Regions from separate parts of the Mus musculus genome. Here all the other regions are linked to region 3. The links are chromatin contacts, called in public Hi-C and promoter capture Hi-C maps. All regions are on one chromosome and are shown on one strand. Each heading gives the region's core, a stretch centred on a gene start, on an enhancer-like site or on the middle of the called end of the contact. The rest is flanking DNA. Distances are from core to core; before and after follow the strand shown. Region 1 holds the start of Lrrc40 (leucine rich repeat containing 40). Region 2 holds the start of Prkacb (protein kinase, cAMP dependent, catalytic, beta). Region 3 holds the start of Pigk (phosphatidylinositol glycan anchor biosynthesis, class K). Region 4 holds the start of 9530052C20Rik (RIKEN cDNA 9530052C20 gene).

Region 1 (2,918 bases), core at 201-2,700, 5.3 Mb after region 3:
TTCTTAGAGCAAAAAAACACAAACATAAATACACAGAAAACAAATTAATTTAAAAACTCATTTCTGTGATGGCTGACATGTTGATGGCTAACTATGTTTAAAAGTTAAAAATCTCTGTAGTTAGGCAAAATTAGACCTCCTATGTTAAGGACTGCTAAGGATATATATTTTTAACTGATGTTCCTGTAAATAAATTTGTTCTGCTTGAACATAAACACATTGTAATTTTGCATTCTTTGCCTTTATAAACCCGACTGAGGTGGCTGGGCGCTGCATTCTAGTGAATCTCTAAACATCCCCCAGACTCATAACCATTTCATACTGGTGAGATGGCTCTGCAGGTTGGTGGAAAAAAAAACCCACTCCCTCAAGTTGTTCTCTAACCTCCTGAGGCACCAGGGCACGTGAAACCCTATTCACGTGTGCAAAAAGAAACACTAAACTTAAAGAGGAATGTAATAGAAAATCAATTTCAGTCAAAGAATTTGGTCTGCGCTGGACACAGGATTCACGGCCCTGCCCACGTTAGGGAATTATATCCCCAGCCCTGGATAGTTGAGGGCTACTTCTTCGTTTGGGAAAATATATCAATACTTTGTAAACTCCAGGAAAAACTAAGCAGGAAATCGCTACTTATTAAATAAAATTTTCTTTTTTGTATTTACAACAAAACTACGCATTTAAATTTTCTTTGCTTTCTTTCTTTCTTCTTCTTTTTTTTTTCCTTTTTTCTTTTTTGAGACTGTTTCTCTGTTGCTCTGGCTGTCCTGGACTCGCTGTGTAGACCTGGCTGACCTCCAATTCAAGAGATCCATTTGACTCTGCCTAATCTAGTGCTGTGATTAAAGACGTGCGCCACCATGCCAGGTCAGTATTTACATTTTCATTATCCGAAGTTATTTTTAAAACTTCTTAAGACTGGATTATCGGTAAATCAGTGAAAAATGAGCTTCGTAAGCGTGGGACCAACTGCATAAGTTAGTCTGTAAGCGAGCAGGATTCGAAGTCCGAGCCCTTCACCACAGCTTTTAGCTGTCAGGTGGGTACTTAAGCTTAAGGGCCAAGCTTCGTGTCACTCGCCATCCTGTTCTCCGGGATCAATTCGATCACCGCACTGAACTCAGCGATCCCCAGGCCTGGCGCCCAGGGCCACAGGCCGCGCCTCAGGTTTCGACGCCGCCACGTTCTGATGCGACGTTGGGTAGCGCAGCCATGCCCGACCGCGCTGTCTAGGGAGCCCATGTTCCCCCCACGAGGACCTCTCAGCCCGTTAGACGCACTTACCCGAAAGAAGTTTCTCCTGAGGGCGAGGTTGGTGAGGGCAACGGAAGGGCTCGTCGGTCCTGCGGTCCCGGGAGCTGGCGGTGACGACATCAGCGCGCGCAGCTAGGGCAAGGCCCGGATTACTGTGAGGCGGAAGGGGCGGGGTTATCCAGCCATGGCACCTTGAAACGTCACAGCCGTGGTCGGGGCTTCCGGTGTGAGCTTTTGAATATGTCGCGCCAGCTGAGAGCCCCTAGGTTTGACCCTCGTGCGGGATTCCACGCGGAGGGCAAGGACAGAGGCCCCTCTGTTCCCCAGGGCCTGCTGAAGGCAGCGAGAAGCAGCGGCCAACTCAACTTGGCGGGAAGGAACCTCGGGGAAGGTGAGGCAGCGCGCGAACATCCTCTTGGTCCCCTGTGCACCCACCCGCGCCTGCTCCGTGGCCCTGCTAAGACTGGCCTTGACTTACTCGAAGTGTTCACTGAGATGTCCACAGAATACGGGATAAACATCGTAGTTTGGGAGTAAATTCGCTGTGAGATAGAGGATAGGCAGGTATTTGATTCGCCTTCCTCTTATTTTCGTTTTACCAGCTCCCCTCTGTGAGCTTAGAATAATTTTCTTTCAAGCCTAGCCTTTTTTTTTCTTCCACTTGAGGAAAATCCCAATGACAAACATACTCCTTATCCTAAGTACTAATTCAGAGTAAATGCTGCGGAGTATATGAATTTGAGAACATCCTGAGAAACCTATGAATGATCAACAAGCACAAATCTACATATTACTAAGTATAAATAAATACCTTTGTAGTGTATGTGTTTGGTAGGAGAGGACAGAGACAAAGAGAGGATTGAGAAGTGAAGCATTCTTTCTGTAATATTTTTTTCTACTTGCATTGATTAAAATCTTCCACTTCTAATAATGTACTTATGTATCTGTAAGGTTGACTAAGTAAAGACATTATGTGTATGCTTACTGAATGTGATGATTACTTGTGTCAAGTTGACACAATCAATGAGGGATTATTTAGATCATGTTCTCTATGAAGAACGTCTATGAAGACCTGTCTTGATTGATAATTGATGTAGGAAGATCTAGCCCACTGTGGGTTGTGCCATTCCCTAAGTTGGGTCTTGAATCCAAAGGTTGAGTCGTATAAAAAAGTGTGCGTGCCTTAATTCATTTCTCCCTCTGCTCTTGATTGTAGTTGTGTTGTGAGTAGCTGTTCCAAGTTCCTGCCATCTTGACTGATGGCCTGCAAATGAAATTATGAGCTAAAATAAACTTTTTCTCTAAGGTTCTTTGTTATGGTATTTTACCACAGCGTCTGGAAAGAAGAGTAGAATAGAAATTGGTACCCAGAAAGTGGATAAATCTGACTACATGGTTCCTAGGATATTTGAACTATTTTATATGGCTAGAATGTGGAAGGCTCTGGAATGTAGGTCTAGGAAAAAAGCTGAATGTTATGGGCAGAGCATAATGGACTGTGTTTTGGTTTGTTTTGTTGTTATGGGAAGTTGGAAAATAAGAATGCTGACAGAAATGTAGACATTGGAAGCCTGACTTTTGAAGTTTTACAGGGCAACAAGGACTGTGGTGGGAACTGGGTTAGCTGCCATTTGGATTATATTGTGGCCAAGAAATGGCTTCCT
Region 2 (3,094 bases), core at 124-2,623, 5.9 Mb before region 3:
AGACTCTCTTCTGTCAACTCAACTCTGCTTTGTTCATGAGAATCAAAAGCTGTTTGCTTCAAGCTAATTACAAGATTGGCTTCATTCTTCTGTTATAAACACAGACACAATGGAAGACGTTACTTACAGTAACACGAACAAATTGTCAGACTTACTTCAAGGACTGAGATGTCATTAACCTATGGCAATGTAACAAAAGTCAGGGACCGTTCTCTAATTATTGTGAATTATAAATTATAATATGAGCCGAATAATGGCACACAATTTTCTCACAGCCTGTTACACAACACGCATATATGTGTATGCTTACATATAAAACCAAGTTGCTACACAGAAACTCAATTCCCACGACCCTTTTGTCTTGAAATTTTGTACACAGTACTGAACGTCTGAACTTTCAGCTCTCGGAAGAAAGCACTTCAACTCTGAAATGCCTCTAAGTTTTACAGGCATCCTGGAACATTCCTGGATGTCTAGAGTAAACGCAACGCTGTCTCACTTATTTTTCCTCGAATGGATAAAGTTGCTGCTTGTATTTATGTCTGCCATCTCTAATCTCTTGGGTGAAAGAAAGAGCCTTAGACACTAAGGGTTAACGTCACCTTTGGAGACCCTCACGGACACTCACCTTGTGAGAAAACTGATATACATCCAGGAGAAGGAGAAAAAGCCAAGTCAACCCAAACGTACTACCTGTGGCTCCCTTAAAGGAGGGTCTGGGTGTTGGGGGCTCTGGGAGAAAGAAGAGCTAAGGGTGCGATCACAAAAGGACCATATTTGGGGACGCGTTCCAGACCGTGGCAGCCCTCCTCGCTCTAGTAAGAAAGGGGATCACAGGGACCTCGCTGCCCGCCTTCCCTCTCTCCAGTGAGCCCCGGGGCTTGGCCCTCACCCCCGAGCCTTCGTGGGGGAGGGGACAGAGGAGGAGGCGGCCGGCCCCCGCGGCCACTGCAAGGCCCGGCCCGTGGCTCGCGCGCGGCCTTGGGGGGGACACCGGCCCAGGGCGCTGCACCGCGCGGCGGCCCATCCGGCGGGAACCCAGCCAGGGCCTTCGACTCGACTCACCGCTCTCCACTTCGCTGCCTTTCTTGGCGATCGCAGTGTTCCCCATGACCCGGGAGTCCGCAAGCAGGGATGACGGAGGGGAGGGGACCGGGGCCGTCCCGCCGCCCGCCCCGCAGTCGGCAGCAACTTTGGCTAGGCTTTGGCTAGGCTCCCGCAGACCCTAGAGCGCGGCGTCCGGCTGCACGGAGGGGCTGGGTGTCCGGGAGAGATGCTGAGAGCTCTCCGGCAGAGACCGGGACCGTGGCGGTGGCGGCGGTGGCGGCGGTGGCGGCGGCGGCAGCGGCGGCGCGCGGACACTCCCCCTTCCCGAGCCCGCCCTCCACGCGCGTCCCCGACACGGCGCGTCCCCAGGAGCCGCACACCCGGACTGCGACCTCCGCCTCTTTCCGGGCGGGCGCGCCGGAAGTGACGCGGTCAAGCCCCCCGGCGGGCGGGAGCCCCTCTGTGCAGGGTTGTAGCGGTAACTTATTGCTTGTTGCGTGGATGCTGGGCTTGGCCGCGGAGGCTAAGCTCGAAGTAGCGAGGGACGTGGGGACCGTTAGTTTGGAAGCACCCCAGATCCTTCCTCGGCCTGGCATCCGGTGCCCCAGAGCCGGGCGGGGGGCACAGTGCCAGGGCTCGGCCTGCTCCCGCATCCGTGTGGCCCGCGTTCCGCACGCCGTGGTTGCTCTCGCTTGATCTTCCTGCGTGGCTGCAGGGACGTGCGTGCGCCCCTCCGCGTCCTGCCGACCCTGCTGACCCTGAGGTCAGCGTTGGCCAGGAATGTCTTTTCTCAGCTCCCAGCTGTCATTGGAACTTCTTCCCTTCGCTCTTCTAGGTATTCTCCCAACACACCAGGTCAATCACCAACATTCTTGACAGCTTATCCCTTCCCGAGTTCCTTCTTCATGGTCTCACCTGATTGCCCTCACAAATTCTGTCAGGCTTTCTAAGGAGAGATATGGGAATGTGTTGCCTGTTTTACACAAGTACGTTATGTGCATCAACACAGTCACAAATTTCAAAATAAACGCATTCCCAATTGATTGTTGCGCTTCCATGCATCTGAGAGTACTTGAGCTTTTCCGTGAGGTTATTAGAAATTAATCACCTAGCCCTCTGGTAGTTTTTGTTCTGGTTTTTTTTTTTTTTTTTTTTTTTTTGAGCTTTTGCTATCTAAAAAAAAAGCATTCCAAATTTAGAACAGAAAGATTAACTTCTGGAAGGGCAGAGACCATGTAAGTTTATTTTGTGTCTGCAGCACAAACCACAGTTGGCGCGTAATGAACGGATGGTTGTTGGCTGCTAAGGAGATTTCCCAGAACATTTTAAAAGTTTTGTTATTGGGGAAAAAAAGTAGCGGTGAGTGGAAGATTCTAAACAGATTCATACTTCTATTATTGGCAATTATGTTAAATTACCAAGCATGTACACCAAGTATACTGCGTTCTAAGTGTTGTACAAATAGTAATTAGTTTCCTCATAAAGTCCCTATGCAAATGTGGCAAGACTATCATTGTTTTACTTAAGATCCACAGAGGCACAGAGACATTAAAGGACTTATCCAAAGCTAATTAGAAGACCTTGAAATGAAGAAGGTAAAGCCATACCATCTCAAAAAGCGCCAGAATGGTATATTTATTATTTCTATTTAAAATCAATTGAAAGGTTATAACTTCAGAATAGACCATTGGTGCTCTTTCATTTCAACAAGCCATATTGTGTGGGGAAAATGTCCTTTACATACCAAGATAAGAAAATAACCTTAGTCACCAGATACTATTAATTGGGGGATACCACGAACTGGAATAAACTGTGACATAACTCTCAAACATACCCCTACATATATATCTCTTCAGACTATGCCAGGAACTTAGTGCACTATCATCGATATATATATACTGTATCAGTCACTTCTTCAGACTTTACTATTTGTGAAGATCTTCAAGTACTTGTAAAATTGATAATTTACCTGTTTCTCTGGCTAATCAGCTCTGGCGTTTTGGATTCCTAGATACAACCAAAGAACCCCCCACAAAAACTGAAGTGG
Region 3 (2,894 bases), core at 218-2,717:
GGACTGAAGGAGCTGAAGGGGTTTGCAACCTGTAGGAAGAACAACAATATCAACCAACCAGACCCCCCAAAGCTCCCAGGGACTAAACCACCAATCAAAGAGTGCACATGGAGCGACCCATGGCTCCAGCTGCATATGCAGCAGAGGATAATTTTGTTGGGCATCAGTGGGAGACGAGGCCCTTGGTCCTGTGAAGGCTAGATGACTCAGTGTAGGGAAATGCTGTCAGTGTAGGTCAGTCTGTTGTAGTAGAAGCAGTGGGAGGGGTGATGGGATAGAGGGTTTCCAGAGGGGAAACATGGAAAGAGGATAACATTAAAAATGTAAATAAAATATCCAATTAAAAAAAAAGGGCTTTTGTGGGGAGTGAAGAGATAGCTCAGTGGTTAAGAGTACTGGCTGCTCTTGCAAAGGTCCTGGGTTTAGTTTTCAGAACCCACGTGGTGATTTAACAACCATCTCTGGTTCCAGAGGATCTGATGTCCACTTCTGACCTCTGCAGGCAATGCACACACATTGTGCTTAGGCATATATGTAGGAAAAATATCCATACACGTTACATAAAATCCAAAAACTAAAGTTGTTTTGTGTGTGTGTGTGTGTGAAACAAAAAGGACACAAAACACTTTCAAGCAAAACTGGCCATGGTAGCACGTGCTTTTAATGTCAGCACGTGGGAGACAGTGGTAGGCAGGTCTCTCTGTGAGTTCAAGGTAGCTTTAGGTCAGGCAGGGCTTCATAATGAGACCTTGTCTCAAAAAAAATTAAAAGAAATATTCAAAGAATAATTAAAATGGATGAGTAATAGTGTTACAACAAAAATTTTTTTCAAAATTAGAAAACAGAATGACCAGAAATACTGTATATTTTTTCCCTTCTGTATGGTGTCTGTGTGTACGTGTGTGTACGTGTGTGTACGTGTGTGTGTGTGTGTGTGTGTGTGTTTACAGGCCCACTTATGGAAGCCAGAAGCAGGTGTTGGGTGCCACCTCTTTCTGACTTGATCTCTTGAAGCAACATCCTTCACTGAACCCATTTTTTTTCCCCTGTAGGTTGGCAGTCATTAAACCCCAGTGATCATATTTCCATTTTGTCGTCCTTTAAGATTTAGAAATCTTGGACCACATAGCCAACTAACTGATAGCACCACACCAAAGGGAAACATCAAATATTGTGGATCCCCAAATTATCTTTTTAAAATTTCCTCCTTAAATATTGTGTCTATTTTACAAAACAAACCTAGAAACATAGCTGAGTAAGTAATTCTCCAATTAGGTTGCCCCGGCCACTCCAGAACCTGAATGGAGGAAGGTGTATGCGGTGGCAAACAAAACAAAACAACAAAATGAAGCAACAAAACAAAACAAAAACTAAAACAACTCAAGGCCACTACCATGGGAAGAACAAACCAAACCACACCCCCCCGTGCACGGCAGCGGCAGCGCTGCTTTACGGCACTCGCCCCGCCCCTTTGCTCTTCGGGGCGTGAGAAGCCGGCAAACATGGCGGCCCCCTGCTTCCTCACTCTGCGGGTGGCTACCCTGGCCGCCTTGGCGCTCTTGTCTCTCGGCAGCTCTGCCGCTGGACACATCGAGGTAGGCATCGGTGTCTGTTGAGGACCGACCCCAGGGAGGACCGTGTGACTGTGAGCGCCTCAGGTGCAGGACGCACGGCCCCTGAGGGCAGCCGCCTGCAGCGTCTTCCCTCCCCGGGCTGTGTTGTGGGATTCAGGACCGTCCGTCCTGAGGACAGGGACCGGACACAGCCTTTTAGAACGCCCTGTTAAGAGTGCGAAGCCAGCGGTGACGAGGGAGGAGGACCCGGTCCTCTGCTCCTGTGACAGGCAGGGCACGCGTGGGGACTGTCATGGCTTTGGTGTTTTGCTCCTCCGCCCTGACCTCCTCCTCCCTGAGGCTGCAGGACGTCTGGTTTCTTTACGATGCTGTTACCAGCGATTTCCCCAGCGACGCGACTTGGATTTCTAGCATTATTTTTTAGACCTGCTTGCCCGGGCGTCAGCACACACTGTAAAAACACCTCGTCCAAGTTTATCACCGAGGCTGCCCTAGTCTCCTAACTCAGCAGGGGCAGTTCTGGTTTAGTCTGTTCTCTGAGCTGAGGACGGAGTAACTTTTCAAATGCTGACCTGATCATGTCACTCAGGACCCCTTCTTGAAATCTCTTACACCTTCTTTAAATGTCTAGCTTTGTTAAGCTTTCAGTTTCACAAACCACTGGGACCCTTTTGCCATTGGCCCAATTTTTTTTTTTTTGGTCTGGAATTGTCTTTTCATCTTTTGGGTATTCGCCCAAAATGTCACTTCTGTAGGGAAACCTTCCCTTACAAAGTCATGTTCCCCTGTTACAATTACAGACCACATTTGGTGTCTTTATATATTGTGTGGTGAGTTCTTTGCTAACGTGTGTCTATTTAACTGGACAGTAATCTCTGATGAAGGCACGCACTGTGATCTGCTGTCATCCCCGACAGGATAGATGTCTAAGCATACAGTGAATCCGTAATTGTACATTGTAGTGCAGTGCATTTACATGTCCACCTGTATTAAACTCTGATGTGCTTGAGAGAAGATTGCATGCCTTTTGGTGATTTTCCTATCACCGTATTCCGTGGTGCTTGGCACGTAGAAGGTGCTCCGTTAACTAAATGTTGACTGATTAACGTTACATTGCTGCTACAGAGTTCTCAGTAAAGTTTCAATGGAGCAACAAGTTTGAGCCTAGAAAGGACGCTAGAGATTATTTAGGTCAAATCTCATTTTCTTTTGGAGAAATTCAAGCTTAAAGTGCAAACTGACTTGCCCCAGTGTCATGTACCGCTCAATTTTAGCTCAGGCCTTCCCATGCCTAAACCAGGGGTTATCCACAGTAGCACC
Region 4 (3,090 bases), core at 339-2,838, 9.8 Mb before region 3:
CCTAACGTTTTCACTTAATGAACAGTTCTCTGGTTTGTAAACAACTTCTGTAGCGCTCTCTCTCTCTCTCTCTCTCTCTCTCTCTCTCTCTTGTGTCCAAACCGGAGGGAAAATGAAAGTCTGGGGCGGTGGGGGGGGGGGGGAAGCATCAATATTTGAACTTCCGGATGTGAGCAGGGAGAGCCATCCGAGGGACCACCTCTCTCTCTCTCACGGAGTTCAAAAGGAAAAGTTGGGAGAGAGACGCGGCCCGCAGATCACGCTACGGGCTCGCGGTCACCTGAAGGCGGCTGGCAGCGCAAGGCCATCACTTCGGAGCGAGCCCTCGGGGGCTCAAGTTCGGGGGGCGCTCTTTGTGCGGTCGGAGGGGAAAGGGAGGGAACCGCCCACAGCCTGGGAGTCATTCAAAGGAGTTAGGGAGCGGGGCTGGGGGGAGGGCGGGGCGGTGACACCCGGAGGGGACCCGAGCGAGTAAGCGGCCCCGCCCGCGGGGACGGGGTCCCGCCGCCCGGTGGCCTCCGAGAGCGCGCGCGGGAGACCGGGTCCCGGGGCGGAGAGGCGGCTCCGGCCTGACACCCCGCGAGTTTCCACACCTAGCGGGCCAGGGGCGCGCCGCGCCGCGCAGCGTCCCCGACCCCGACCCCGCGGCCGCCTTCCCCTCCCGGGTTCCCCGGGCGGCGCTCCCGCAGGGCCGCGGCCCTTACCTGCAGCTCGGTGAGGAGGATCTCCCCCCGGTCGGGGTTGGACGCCATGGCGCTCCGCTCGGGCCTCCGCACCTGAAGGCGCCCAGCGGCGCGGCCGAGGGAGAAGGCGGGACGGGAGAGCCGGGCGGGGGGCGAGGACCGGAGAGAAAGCGGCAGCTAGGGAGTCATGGAGGCGCGGCCCGGCTTGCAGGCGCGGCTCATGGAGAGCGGCGGGGAGCGAGGGCCCTCGCGGCGCGGCTCCCCTCGCCGCCCGCCGCCGCCCGCCGGACTCTGTTCCCTCAGCCGCTCCCTCAGGGCGACGCCGGGAGCCGACTCGGAGCTCTCGGTGCGGGGCGCAGCGGCCGCGGCGGCAGCTCCTCCTGTCGCACCATTTGGCTGTCACCGCGTCGCAAAAGCGGCCGCGCTTGGCGGCTGCCGGCGCACGTGACTGCCGCGGGGCCCCGCCCCCTGCTGGGCGGGCTCTGGGAAGCCAAGGAGGGTTGGCGGGGACCCCAGGGCCAGGCGCGCGGGGCGGGGCGGACTCTGGGCGGGCCCGGATGACAGGGAGGCGAAAGGCCCCGGGCTCGCGTCGCCGGGAGGCGGGAAGTCGAGCGAGCAGACCACACCCACCGCGGCTGCGCTTAACGGCTCTGCGCGAACGCTAGGTCTGGCCTCCGGCCGGCCGCAGATTGAGCCTCGCTTCGGCCCTCCCTGCTGGGGAGCCGCGCCCTCCCGCCCGCCCACCCCGAGCTGTCGCTTCCTCCCTCCCCCACCTGCCGAAGCGTGTCCACCTCTCGCCTTTGGCTCGCGCGACGTCGCCACCAGTAAGGTGCACCGCGAGCCAAACCCGGGCGGAAGAGGCCCTTGGGAGAAGTGGGCGTGGTCAGGGCGCCAGCCTCTGCTCCGAGCAGTCCCCACGGGCTGCCTTTTCCTCGAGCGCTACCCTGAACTCTGTGGTTGGGACTAGAAAACTACTGAGCTCAAAGCTGACTTAGCTCATTTGTTGATTTTTTTTTTTTCAACGTAAGTTTAATGGAAAGAGATGAGGCAGAATCAGCGTCGGGAAGGAGCCAAAGCCGACTTTACTTGGGGAGGTATAAATGAGAACTAACTACTTAGTTGCAGAGTCTACTTAGTAGTGAGCCTTAACTAGCTACTTAGCAGCCTATCGGAATTAGCTACTTAGTAGCACAGTCTACTTAGTAACATAGTGTAACTTGTGGGAAAATGGACTTCTACAAGTAACACTTATGTATCACAAGTATCAACAGATACTTTTTTTGTCTAATCAATGAGTGGACACTCTCGGTAAACGCTTCCCTTGGGGTTCTGAAGATTAAGTGCATCTAATATAGCTGGTTCAAAGCAATGTGGACAAAGTGGTGATGGCTATTTAGGTGAGTATGGCAGGTTTCAGGTGGGTAGCTACAAGTCTGAGAAGCACTTTACCTTTCATGGGACATTGATGCAGGCTCCTGCAGATTTTTCTCCAAGAGTCTCAGAAATCATTGAAGTCAGAAATCATTGAAAATCTAGAGTTCTGTGACTCCGGCTCACAATATACTGGCAAAACTTTTCCGTTCTGTACTTCAAAAGTTTTACTATTTATATGTTTAATGAATTGCCTGGGCTGAAAATGATAAAAGCAACAAGTGCCTTAATTATTAAGTTACATAATCAACTTTAGAATGCGTTTAATGGATGAACACTGTTACTTCGCCAAGTGTCGTCTTAGGAATACTGTTTCACTCTAGAAACTGCTTATAGCTTAAGTGAAATATTTGTAAACACGCATCCAGTTTCATCATACTGCAGAGTGTGAAATACTTTGCTAGAGCTGGAATTGGCTTGTAATTAACCGTTGCTTCAAGAATGGCAGAGCTGTAAATCTGAGACACATTACTTTGTCTTCATACTTACTATAGTGTGAGTAACATTTTTAACTCCTGCTATTAAAATGGAGGCTTATTAATCAAGGAAGCAACAAGGAACTAACAACATTGGGAGAAGCCAAGTTATATGATTACCTTCCCTAGTAACTAACAGAGAGAGTTAGGCCCTGGAGTTATGAGTAGTCTTAAGAAAGAGTCTATAACAAGTAAGTGGGGAGTCCTCTTGAGGAAGCAGTGTTGTGTCCAAAAACACTATTACAATTTTAAATGGTAGGTACAAAGTGGTAGTATGATTTTTACTGTAAAGTATACACAACAAAACTTACCATTTAAAGTGGGTCACTAGATTCCTATTGATATGTTTTTCTTTTTCTTTTTTTATAATTTACTTTTCTCCAGGAAAGAGATGAGAAACTTCATATATACATAACAAGTGGCTAACTATTAAGAAGTATTTGTGCAATGCCAGGTGTGATGGTACACTCCTTGAATCCCAGCAATTGGGAGGCAGCAGC

The links. Promoter capture Hi-C pulls out the DNA fragments that hold promoters and counts their contacts. A called contact is a pair of places that touch in the nucleus more often than the background predicts.
Region 1: a Hi-C map of B cells shows a contact between it and region 3, with 6 read pairs. The contact joins the promoter of Lrrc40 here to the promoter of Pigk in region 3. A contact is called at or near these places in 1 of 39 promoter capture datasets (pre-B cells), 1 of 484 Hi-C or Micro-C datasets (B cells) and 1 of 9 other capture datasets (pancreatic islet).
Region 2: a contact with region 3 is called in a promoter capture Hi-C map of pre-B cells. The contact joins the promoter of Prkacb here to the promoter of Pigk in region 3. A contact is called at or near these places in 3 of 39 promoter capture datasets (cranial neural crest, liver and pre-B cells).
Region 4: a promoter capture Hi-C map of liver shows a contact between it and region 3, with 2.9 times the contacts expected there. The contact joins the promoter of 9530052C20Rik here to the promoter of Pigk in region 3. A contact is called at or near these places in 2 of 39 promoter capture datasets (liver and pre-B cells) and 1 of 484 Hi-C or Micro-C datasets (CD4 T cells).

What each region holds. Positions count from the first base shown.
Region 1 is chr3:158,035,232-158,038,149 of GRCm38.p6, forward strand. Lrrc40 (leucine rich repeat containing 40) reads left to right here and starts at 1,451. Exons shown (of 15, transcript NM_024194.6): 1 at 1,451-1,645. The coding sequence starts at 1,495. Srsf11 (serine and arginine-rich splicing factor 11) reads right to left here and starts at 1,375. Exons shown (of 13, transcript NM_001379531.1): 1 at 1,285-1,375. The coding sequence starts at 1,374.
Region 2 is chr3:146,811,573-146,814,666 of GRCm38.p6, forward strand. Prkacb (protein kinase, cAMP dependent, catalytic, beta) reads right to left here and starts at 1,374. Exons shown (of 10, transcript NM_011100.4): 1 at 1,066-1,374. The coding sequence starts at 1,111. It overlaps LOC115486180 (a long non-coding RNA gene), which reads right to left and starts at 1,058. Exons shown (of 2, transcript XR_003954577.1): 1 at 629-1,058.
Region 3 is chr3:152,712,633-152,715,526 of GRCm38.p6, forward strand. Pigk (phosphatidylinositol glycan anchor biosynthesis, class K) reads left to right here and starts at 1,468. Exons shown (of 11, transcript NM_025662.5): 1 at 1,468-1,595. The coding sequence starts at 1,503.
Region 4 is chr3:142,880,907-142,883,996 of GRCm38.p6, forward strand. It overlaps 9530052C20Rik (RIKEN cDNA 9530052C20 gene), which reads left to right and starts at 1,589. Exons shown (of 2, transcript NR_152127.1): 1 at 1,589-2,080. Pkn2 (protein kinase N2) reads right to left here and starts at 1,098. Exons shown (of 22, transcript NM_178654.4): 1 at 705-1,098. The coding sequence starts at 752.